Linked DNA regions of Zea mays: regions 1 and 2 are each linked to region 3. Evidence: chromatin contacts called from public Hi-C data. All regions are on one chromosome and are shown on one strand. The core of a region is the stretch at or near the end of the contact, and the rest is flanking DNA. Distances in the headings are between cores, read along the strand shown. Region 1 holds the start of LOC100384270. Region 2 holds the start of LOC103654570 (DEAD/DEAH box RNA helicase family protein). Region 3 holds the start of LOC100281598 (ATPase, coupled to transmembrane movement of substances).

Evidence for each region. A called contact is a pair of places that touch in the nucleus more often than the background predicts.
Region 1: a Hi-C map of ear shows a contact between it and region 3, with 2.9 times the contacts expected there. The contact joins the promoter of LOC100384270 here to the promoter of LOC100281598 in region 3. A contact is called at or near these places in 2 of 25 Hi-C or Micro-C datasets (ear and tassel).
Region 2: a contact with region 3 is called in a Hi-C map of bundle sheath, with 4 times the contacts expected there. The contact joins the promoter of LOC103654570 here to the promoter of LOC100281598 in region 3. A contact is called at or near these places in 2 of 25 Hi-C or Micro-C datasets (bundle sheath and ear).

The regions. Positions count from the first base shown.
Region 1 is chr4:213,189,648-213,193,329 of Zm-B73-REFERENCE-NAM-5.0, reverse strand. It overlaps LOC100384270, which reads right to left and starts at 2,219. Exons shown (of 3, transcript NM_001176835.1): 1 at 1,684-2,219; 2 at 1,454-1,583; 3 at 574-1,373. The coding sequence starts at 2,139. The coding sequence ends at 1,027.
Region 2 is chr4:212,952,951-212,957,048 of Zm-B73-REFERENCE-NAM-5.0, reverse strand. LOC103654570 (DEAD/DEAH box RNA helicase family protein) reads right to left here and starts at 1,902. Exons shown (of 22, transcript XM_008681414.2): 1 at 1,788-1,902; 2 at 1,094-1,715. The coding sequence starts at 1,832.
Region 3 is chr4:212,374,404-212,378,220 of Zm-B73-REFERENCE-NAM-5.0, reverse strand. LOC100281598 (ATPase, coupled to transmembrane movement of substances) reads left to right here and starts at 2,332. Exons shown (of 3, transcript NM_001154517.3): 1 at 2,332-2,633; 2 at 2,753-3,581. The coding sequence starts at 2,511.

The DNA.
Region 1 (3,682 bases), core at 970-3,469, 820 kb before region 3:
ATCCATGCCGCTGCTCCGTGGCACTTTTCATCCCTTGCATTCACATCCCTTCCGCCCCTTGTACCTACCTACCTACTGTACCTAACCAACCAACAGAGTCCAGAGGAAAGGAAGGGCATCTCTCATCTCATCAATCCCATTCGCATGCATCATGCTCCGATGCCCAGTTCCCCTTCCCTCGCTCTACAAGCTAGACAAGCTTTTTCCAAGCCAAAAACCGGCACCCAGCTTTTCTGTTTCTGTGAGCAGCGCGCGTCCAAGTGGGTCATGTGTGGCTGCAGACATCCAGTAACCTGGCTTGTCCATAGCCACCAGCGAAGCACCGTCCAAGTGGTCACTGCGCTTTGCTTTTCATCAGCATCTCAGGCAGGAAGAAGGCAGGCCATTATCAGCCATGCATGCACATGACTACTGATGCGGGGGGTTTTTTTTTGCCGCAAGAAGAGAACATCTGCTCTAGCTATAGGTGATGGAAGAAGATCATCGATGATCAAACTACTCTAAAGCATGATTTGTTGAGGAGGCATGGGCATAGCATGATCACTTTGTCCTCCGAATTGAAACGACAAGACGAGAGCACAACTCATAACCCATGATGCGTGTTTCAGAGACTTGTTAAAGCCTAAGCATGTGTGTCTTTTACGTACTACTACTACTACTAGCTGTAGTTAACTACTATCCCTGCTCAGCTCTGCCCCCCTCCCTCACCCTCAGTCTCGATCGTAATAACGCTCCCATTTTAATGATGTCACTGATCGCTCTTACTACACTATTGGCCTCTGTAGCAGGGCGCCGCCGCCTGTAAAAAATTCAGAGCCCATTGGTGGGAGTGGGAGTGGGAGTGCGAGGAGGAGGAGGAGGAGCTGCCGTCGCCGCAGACGCACTCGACGCCCGGCCGGTACCCGAGGCTGTTGAGGCACAGGCACACCGCCGCGGCATTGGTGCCGCCCGCCGCCGTTTCCTGCTCCTGCTTCATCACCAGTGGCTGCTTGATGATGCCGGTTTCCTCCGGCGGCTGGTAGGCCGCTAGGCTGATGGACAGGTTGAGGTCGATGTCGAGGTGGCGCCGCGGCGGCGTGGCGGACCGCGGCTCGTCGTCGCTGCTACGGCTGTAGGCCTCGTCCGGCGAGTTCGAGATGACGACGACCTCCAAGTGGTCCTGGTGCGGATGGCCTGCTGGACCGCCGCCGGCCGCTCGCTTCTGCGGCTCCTGCAGCTGGTAATGCTGCTGCCCCGCGGTCGCGCTGGCGAGCGGGCGGTGCGTCTGCGGGTCCATGCCGCGGGCGAGGAGCTTGCGCTTGATGTGCGTGTTCCAGTAGTTCTTGATCTCGTTGTCCGTCCTGCCCGGCAGCCTCCCGGCGATGAGCGACCACCTGCATACACATACGCGATCAGGAACGGTTCTTCTTTTTTTAATTTCATCTCTATGGACATGCATGGCATGGCAGCCTACTTGTTGCCGAAGAGCTCGTGGAACTTGATGATGAGGTCATCCTCCTCCTCGGTGAAGTTGCCGCGCTTGAGGTCCGGGCGCAGGTAGTTGATCCACCGCAGCCGGCAGCTCTTCCCGCAGCGCAGCAGACCTGCACAGCCGTCCATCCGCCCCGCACATCTATCAAACTCACCCCATCTTGGAAACATACAAGCATGGCATGCATATATCTTGATCCGCATCCTACGCACCTGCGGCTTTTGGTAGCGATCTCCAGCAGCCCTCGCCGTGGGCCTTGATGTAGGCGACGAGGCGCTGGTCCTCCTCCTTGGTCCACGCGCCCTTGTTGGTGTGCGCCTGCTCGCAGCACGGGGACCTCCCCATGCCGGCCGCCCGCCAGGCAGAGATCGACGACAGCCACGCCGCGCACAGACAGAGAGGCCTCGCTGCTGCCGGAGTGGGTGGGAGTACGTAGTCGATCGGAGGATGCTGGACTGGTGGCGGCGATCGATGGCGTGGTTTTGCTGCGAGCCTTTCGCGAATGGAGAACAGAACAAAGGCAAGGAGCCGGGGAGGAGCGGGGGAGGAGTGGTTGGTTTTATACGAAAGAGGGGTCGAGGTGGAGAGCGTGGAGGAGCGAGGGCCGAGGGTGCCCGCCCCATTGACCCGGATCCCTGTGAGTGAGCCATGGCCCCGTGCCCATGCATTTGACCGAGTTGGTGTGGTGGTGTGATGGGGTGGGAGGTGGACCACCCGGTCGAGTGGTTGGTTGGCTGCGAAGCAGAGCCGCAGCGAGGGGAGAGGAGGGGAGGGGCGCTGCCTGTATTTGGTAGGTGTAGGTAGGTAGGTAGGTAGGTGCGCTTCACTTGAGTGCCCGTTGTCCTATTTCCGTTGGGATTTTGCTAAATTCAGGTATATGGATTTTAGTTTTTTTCAGATAATAGTTATTATATATTTTTAATACTAAAATTACATATACGATTTATTGTATTTTATATAGATATAGTCTGTAATTTGTAGTTTCGAGAATAAAGAATTTATAAGACAACATTATAAACCTAACAAATCTAATTACGTGTTGGCACGATAATAATAAAAAAAATATTTGTATAGTTAAGCAAAGACAAAAAAAAATGATTTGTTATAATACAAAGACAAATCATAAAAGCAACATTTCATACTAATTAGGTTATACATGCGTGTTGACTCAAATTATCTAAAATTCAGACACTTTTATGCAGTTTTTTCTTTGTGTTTTTTTATTAATTTTTTTCCATTTGATGGTCACCATCCTTCCTCCCATGCTGCTTTTATTCCAGTTTGTTCTGGGGAAGGGAGCTTGCTAGCTGTACGCTGGGACTGTACCCAGCTGCAGCTACAGGCTAGGCTGGTAGACGCGGACGGCATGCTTAATAATTGATCGTATAGTAGTGGTGTATAATTTTAGCTAGTCCTAATCAGATATTAATGCTGCAAATAATGATCACATATTTTGAGATGAAACCTACCACGGCCTCTTCTGTTATTTTTGGTTTTCCCAACCTTTATCTCTACTAATATAAATCACTAATTTTAATAGTCGTCCGGCGTCTCGTATAAGATGTTTCCTTCATCCATCTCGTCTACAAACTAGAGATAAGGTAAAACTTATATGCCGGCTAAGAGTACATGACTATATATTATATATATATATATATATATAATTTGTTTTTATGTAATTGTTGTGTCTTAAAACTTTATCGAATATTTAGTCTCTGTTTGGTTTGAGTGACTAAAGATTAGTTCTTTTATTTTATTCTCATTTAGTCTTTAAGGCCTGTTTGGTTGGCTTCTCCCTGTAGCCTTGTTGCATGAGCCAGGCCGCGCGGGAGCCTGGTTTCAAAGATGCGACCAATTTGCTCGCGCCTGCAGACCCTGACCCAGGGTGCTTTGAGTATCGTACAAGCCTCGCTCTACATCTGCATGCATGTAACCAAACACACACCTCGCACGCGTAGATCCTCGTTGACAACAAACAAACACTAGCTCATTATATCCCGCGATGCAGGCACCAGCAAATACAGGCAACCAAACTCACGATAAATATCAAACGGTGGGACTAAAATAAGAACTAAACTAGTTTAGTCTCTAGTCCATCAAAGGGTGACTAAATGAGACTAAACCATATTAATTTCACTTTTTGCCCCTTAATTATTTTAGTTCCACTAATTGAGAGAGAATGGGTGGTATTTTGGTCTTCTTATTATTTAT
Region 2 (4,098 bases), core at 653-3,152, 580 kb before region 3:
TTGGATTGCATATAACAACATAGTTATCTAGTGCAGTGTATTTAAGAAGCAAACATGGTTCTATAAGAACTGAACAATAACCATTATCCAGAAAAAATAAACAGAAACTTTGACAGGAATTTTCCATTGTCTATTTTCCAAATCGCTTAATGTCGTCTAGTCATTTGCATCTGAGGAATGAAACTTTGTGCATCCATGTTGAAATCTGGGTGTTTCCCTATGGTGTTTAGGCAGCTACTGCTAAAAAATCAAGGATTTCCTTCAACAGATAAAAGAAACTGGAAAAAATTGAAGTGTTGCGCATTAACAATTCACAATCAAGATATCATTTAGTAGAATGCATATATCCATCTCATACCACTATACTAAAATAGTGCAATTTAACAGTTGTTAGCAGATGCAATGGGCGGAGCAATAGAATCAACCATGTGAGCAACAAACATGTAATCCAGTTGTACTAAAGAATACGACAACCACAGTGCACTCAATACTTAATCTGCAACTAAAAGTGGAAACCCTGACAGTGGTTCGGGAACTCATGTGAAGGCCTAGTAAAACCTGCATTCTAAAGACATGAATAATCAAGCCAAGATATCCCAAAATCCAAATAACCAAGCTAAGAAGTTGCAACAATAACATCCTCAAAAATGACATTTGTTTGATACAACAAAAACATATTGCAAAGGGTGGACAAGCTCCTAGTCCATCTCTATCTGCTTCAACTAAAAGAGGTGCATGCTTCTATGGGTGCAGTGCTACTCCAGCAAACTAAACCACTTATCCTTATGTTATAGTTTTTTGCTTGATTTCCTGATGCAATCGTCTACCTAATATGGCTGCTCAAGTGCTTAACAAAACAAAGTTTAGAGTCAGTTTCCGCATTCCCAAGCATCTTGTACACTTCAGTACCAGCAAGAACTGCTGGAATGTATCCTCAAGCAAGATGGCTGCCATTATTAACTAATAAAGTGCCAGCATTCACTAAAGATGTCTATTTTCCAAGACAACTCCACCCATAAGCTGAATCCCAGCATGAAAACCAGAACAAAGAACAGTTATTGGCAAAATGCTGTAGAAACTCAAACCCCCTCACTTGGATAGATCCATGTCTTGACAGCCTCGTGGTCCAGGGAGACAGCGCAGAGACCATACTCAATCTCCATACTGGGCCGACGAGAGCATCCCTTGCCAGCACGATTGCCCCGACCCGAGCATCCCTTGCCAGCACGAGCTGCAGGGCGCCCCTGACCACCAGCCAGTGCCGGTGCCACCTCCGACGCAGCCCTCTCCTTCTCCTGCTGCCTCCTGGTGAAGGATTCGATGAACCGGTCCTCCACAGCTCTCTCGTTCGCCTGTCCCGAACATCCCTCGCCCGCGCGGACACCCGGCCGCCCTAGGCCGCCGCCGACTGGCTCCACCCCCACGCCCCACGACGCCGCCTGCACGGGCGCTGGAGCGGGCCTCTCTTTCTCTAGTCGCCTCTTGGTAAATGAGTCGACGAAGCGGTCGAGCGTCGACTGCCGCGCCGTGCCGCCGCCCGCCGCCGGTGGCCTGTGAAGCGGCGCCGATGCCGATGGCTCGGGGGGCCGCGGCGGCAGCGGATGATGCACCGGCGCCGGAGTGGGGGCGGGGGCGGGAGCGGGAGCGGGGGCGGAGGCCGACGCGAAGGCGCAGGCTCTGTCGATCTCCTGCACGGCGGCCTCCCAGTCGAAGCCCTGCGGTTAGGGTTACGTGAGCGGGGCGCGACGAGCCGAGGCGGAGAGGTTTGGGGGGGTTGGGGCGCTTACGTCGTCATCGTAGAAATCGACGGAGAGCCGCGGTGGGACGGACATCAACCGCTGGAGCGTTGGAGAAGCTCGGCGAAGGTCGGGGAATTTGGTATTCTGGAGGGCACGTCCAATTTGGGCGGGTAGATTGAAGAAGACGATGAGCTAACATGGGCTACTAGACCACGGGTATGGCGATAGGGCTCAGCTACGGATTGGCGGCCCGGCCCAATTTCTAGCGGGCTATAGGGCTCAGCTACGGATTGGCGGATTGCATGTCTATGATGTATTTTATTTACTCCCTCTCTTTTATATTATAATTCGTTTAACTTTTTTGTGCTAAGTTTAACTGGCCCGTCTTATTCAAATTTTCTTGAACAAATGAAAAATTCAAAGCCATATTTAAAATATATTATATGATAAACAATATCATAGTAAAAATTAACAATAATTATGAAAAAAATTAATAAGACGAGCCAGTCAACTTAGATAAAAAAAGTCAAACGAATTATAAATTGGAACAGAGAAAGTATATAACAAAAATGTTCAAAAATTGAAAAGTTGCCTTTCAGCAAACATGTGGCATATATCATTGTATTAAAAAACATTTTCTACACTTCCAAGATGTTTTTCAAGAACCTTAATAAAAGAAATTATAAAGAGTTCAGTTATTATATGACTTGTGTTCGTACCAGTGTTGGTCACATGTTAAAGCTCTCGTGGAAAACCATAACAGGGTAACACAATTACCGATGAATGCAAGAAGGCAAGAGAAGAAGGAAAATACGATGAAGAAGGTAAATGTATAATTCAAATGTAAATGGGATTGGCAAAGGGAATAACATCATAACCAAAATCATTCGTTTCCTTTATCATATAAGTTTCATTACAAGATACATTCGGAACGAACGTAGGCTATCCGAAGGTGAATAGGCTAAGCCCTTCGAAGGTAGTGGGAGTATGTGGATTGCTAAAAAGTGTTGTGTGCATGGTTATTGTTCACCTATTTATACAAGTGCGACTTTATACACCTTTGTATAAAATTACAGTAATGCCACATTCCTATAAATGGGATCTATAGTAGTAGTGGAGGGTGTTTTTGTCCTTTCTCCCACAAGACGTGTTGTGTACGTCTTCTTGAGCTCCTTCGTCTTTTTGTTGCTCAAGTCAAACAAAGATTTACCTCTCTTGTCACTTCATGAAGCAGGTATCGAAGCTTCATTTCCTTCATGCCGACGAAGCCTCGCTTCTTTCTCCATCTTAACAAAGTAGACAATCAAAACATGTGGAACCTGCCTCTTGAAACCTAATTAAAACATCGAGTTTCGTTACCTAAGGACCTTCGGCAAAGTCTTCTCCCCAACACCGAGCAACTTGATATCATGGCCGCTCAAAATTATAAGGTTGTTCCGACCCTCACCATTTGTAAAAACAAACTAAAATTTGGGGGCCATGGCCCCGAGGTGTCCTAGACTTCATGGAGCTTTTGGACTTATTGTCAAGGCCACCCAAGACCCTCCATGAGCCCTCAAACCTTTAGGTAGAGCCGGCCCAAGGCCCATGCACCGAAGGCGACCGCCGGGGGGGCCAAAAAAGACAGGGGCCCAATATCTAATATGTAGTAGGGGTAAGGATGTAGGCTGGCATGCTGTTTGTCCCTAGAAGCCCAAGAGCTAGGCTCTACGTCTCCATGCACAATGCGCAGGACTATAGGAGTCCAGGAACCAGAACGTCTACTTGTCTAGATGCGCCGCACAGGAGTTCAGGGCTAGACGCTGAGACGCACGATCAGCCAGGACAGTTGGACACCAGCCGCCGCCGCCACTCCGCCAGGCTCTCGACTTCCGGCCATCGGCAACCTGCAAGTCTGCAACCAGCCAACCAAGAGGCCACAGGCCAAGCCGCCCAAGCGACGAGCAGCCGAGTCGATCCGTCATCTTCCATAGCGACACAATCTAGGTGAATAGGTGATTTAATTTACTGATTTGGTGATTTCCTTACACCGCTTCATATTATGTAGCGTACTAGCCGCTTAGATTAGATGTTTAAAAAATATTTTTAGTGCACATGTCATACATGATACGTGTTCTTTAAAATTTTAATTATTTGCTTTTCTGATTAGGTCTTAGATGTTGCCTAAGAAATCATTGTCAAGTTATCAAAAAAGAAAAAAAGAGAAAACATGAAGATCAATTGGTTGAATCGCAAAAGGGCGCTTTACATAAGTTCTTTAATATTGATGTGAACGAAGTTGAAGGGCAGGAATCTGATCCTGCTGATGATCATACGCAACAGGACCATGATCATGAACGTGATCATAATTTAAATGCAG
Region 3 (3,817 bases), core at 1,083-3,582:
ATAGTCGGAGACCTGGTGCTTGGTCGCATACAGTCAGAAGAGGGACGACACAAGTTGTCACCACCATGGGAAGGACCTTTCATGATTACAGAAGTAACTCGGCCCGGATCATACCGGCTAACCTAGATGGATGGTACTCTAGTAGGGAACTCATGGAAAATCGAGCAGCTCTAGAAGTTCTATCCATAGTAGCACCACAAACTCTAGGTGGTAGACTACAACTTGTAATCCGGTGACCTCATTCTCAATAATGGTTCTCAATAACTGGTACGACACGGTCTTTAAATTACAACACGACGTAGGTAGGATTTTATTATATATTAGCCGTTAAAAGAAAAAATAATGTTATTTATTAGCCGCGCGCGCACGTTTACTTATGTCATTGTAAATAAGTTTCGAGTATTATATGAGGGCACGCAACACATTGTATGTAGAAGGAATAATACACGGATATGTATGTATACCCTCTTCTCTTCGAAGCTGCACGCATCGCGCTCGTCTCGCGCAGCATGTATCGCGGTATATACATACAGCAGTAGTACAGGTTTATAGGGGGCGGGGAAGCAGAGAGTAACTGACGTGAGGTGGTCCGTATTACGTACACGCAGTATATACGTACGTGCAGCTTGTCGGCATATGCCCGCGAGAGGTAGTGGCTGGACATACACGTCGTCGTGGCATCGCATGCACGCAGATCCAAAGAAGGAGCTGTACCTCGTGGTGGGTGCAGTGCAGGGTCGCCGGCACCCGGCAGGTTTCCTGGCGGGGCATCGTGGACGAGGACAGATGGAGACGCGCGGGGGCCGGGGCCGGGGCCGCCTTGTTGCCTTGGAGTGCTTCTATATATTTGCCTCGTTGCCCGGACTAGTTACTTGACCTACTGACGGTAGAAACGCAAGGAGCTAGCGGTACAGTGGTAGCTACTCCTACGACTACGAGCTATATATATTTATATATATAGCCTACGACCTCGATGATATGACTGCATGGCCATCCTCCATTCCTGCCTCCGAGTCTGCAACGTAGGCATGCCTATCCGTCGTACTCCACGTCGCTGATGCGGCTGATGGTGTTGTAGCCTTGTACAGGAGGAGTAGCTTGCATTGCACTGGCAGCCAGCACACACGAGAATGGCAATGCGAGCTGCTGGAACGAACCGGCCTTCTGCATGCGCCAAACGCACGGCCTATATATACATATACATGGGTGCGTGGGAGAGCGGCGACGCTGACGTTATCAGCTTATCGATCCACGGTCACTGTGAGTTTCTGTGTGTGTAGTCGGCACTAGATTAGGCAGTAGTAGCATGCACCTCTAGTTTTCTTTTGACCGGCCGTTGGTGGTGTGGTGTCATGCAAGTACCGAGAAACCAGCAGACGATATATATCCATATTGCGTCAAAAAAAATTACACGATGTTAAGCCTTATAGACATGCCAGTTTGCTTTGAACTGTATCGGGTGTACCAAAAATAATATTTAGTACTATAAAAATATATTTCATGGATAATTATCGATTCGTTTTTACATTAATTTAATTGAACTTAAATTTGTTTGACCCACAGAGGAACGAGAATTGTTGCACTATTTCCTCTACGGAGGTAGGGATCGAGTGCTTATTAGTTATTACTAGTTCGATCGACCAAAGATTTAAATAAAGATTAGATCCCTAATATTTATTATTATGTGAAATAAGCACTCCTATTTGATTAGAGTAAATCACACGCACAGCACATTTTTACAGGAAACGCAATAGGGAATCGTAATCGTCTGATACTGTTTTTTATGAATTATTAAAAAATAGTTTTGAAGTAACGTTAGGTTATAGCAGATCACCAATTATCTTTTGTTTTAACGGCAGGGAAGGAGCAGGCAGCGCGGTTGGGACGGGGGAGTCTCTGCTGTACGCTGTGCTTGTGCACATGCCGCCCCACTACGCCGCCACAGTTTCGTGTGGCCTTCCTTCCCCAACCCAGGCAGCCAGCCCGCCCCCTGCTGGTGTAGGAGTAGCAAACGTGTACACCTCTCTAGCTGCCCGTCCTCTCCCGCCGTTGCATTGCATCGCATCTTTCCCGGACCGGACGACCGGTGTCACACAAGGATGGAACGTCCGGAGTCCGGACGACCGGTGTCACACACGGATGGACCAGCTGGTGGGTCCAAAAGCGGCTCCGCTCCGTTCCGTCCTCCGCCGGTGGGCCCGCCGCCCCACTCGCCGCGCCCTCCCGGGCTCCCGCCACGTGCCCCCTCTCCCCCACTAACCGTGACGTGGACCTCACCACCACCCGCATGGCCGCCTCCATATAAACCGCGCCCCGCCTCGCCGTCCCCTTCCTCCTCATCACTCTGCTAATAAGCTGCCCCGGCCTCCCCTCAAGTTCTCTCTCTCTATCGCAAGCGGCCACCTTGCACCCCTGGCCAGTCCCATCCACACCACCCAATCCTGCTGCGTTCTATATAAGCTGCTGGAGCATCTTGTGCTTTGTTCGATACTAGCGGCCACGTACGTACAATGCCTCCTAACGCCGAGGACGTGCACGGAAGCGGCGGCGGCGGCGCCCTCGCCACGACGGCCCCTGCGGCGTCCAAGATGGACTGCTTCTTGACCACCGTCTGCACGCCGCTCGACCTCCAGGTAGGTGGTGCCTGCGACGACCTAGGAGGCTAGAGGACTATAGGAGACGACGGCTATATATACCTGCTTCCAAAGGAATTGAATCCAAATTAACACACCGATTTGTCGGTTGTCTCCAGTTCATCGACGTGTCGTACCGCGTCAAGCAGACGGAGCGGTCGGCGTCCAAGGCGCCGCCGGGCGGCCGGATATCACACTCGGGTCCCGGCGCCCCCGCGACGGCGGAGGAGCGGACGATCCTCAAGGGGATCACCGGCGAGGCGCGTCCGGGGGAGGTGCTAGCGGTGCTGGGCCCATCGGGGAGCGGCAAGTCGACGCTGCTGTCCATCCTGGGGGGCCGGCTGGCGGGCCGCCACAGCGGGACGGTCCTGGCGGGCGGGCGCCCTCCGTGCCGCGCCGTGCAGCGCCGCACGGGGTTCGTGGCGCAGGACGACGTGCTGCACCCGCACCTGACGGTGCGCGAGACGCTGGCCTTCTGCGCCATGCTGCGCCTCCCGCGGTCCGCGCCGGCGTCCGCCAAGGCCGCCGCGGCCGAGGCCGTGATCGCGGAGCTGGGCCTCGCGGCGTGCGCCGACACCGTCGTCGGGAACGCCTTCGTGCGCGGCGTGTCCGGGGGGGAGCGCAAGCGCGTCAGCATCGGGCACGAGCTGCTGGTGAACCCGAGCCTGCTGGTCCTCGACGAGCCCACGTCGGGGCTGGACTCCACCGCCGCGGCGCGCCTCGTGGCGACGCTGTCGGCGCTGGCAAGGAAGGGACGCACCGTCGTCCTGTCCGTGCACCAGCCCTCCTCCCGCGTCTACCGCATGTTCGACTCCGTGCTGCTGCTCGCCGAGGGCAGCTGCCTCTACTTCGGCGCCGGCCGCGACGCCATGGACTACTTCGCCTCCGTCGGCTTCGCGCCGGGCTTCCACGTCAACCCGGCCGACTTCATGCTCGACCTCGCAAATGGTGAGTCTCTCTCGTGCTTTACGCTACCTTCCTTTCCTTGTTGGCCTCAGCAAAAGGCTTTGCGTTGCATGTCTCTTATTATGCGTTGTTTCAGTTTCCTGTGCATTACCTATAAGACAAGTGAAAGAGCTAGCTAACTAACCACCAAATTCATCATGGTCTGATCCTCTGCGACAGGAAAAGCAGACACACACACACACATACATATATTTCTCTTCATTCTTAGCTAAGCTAGC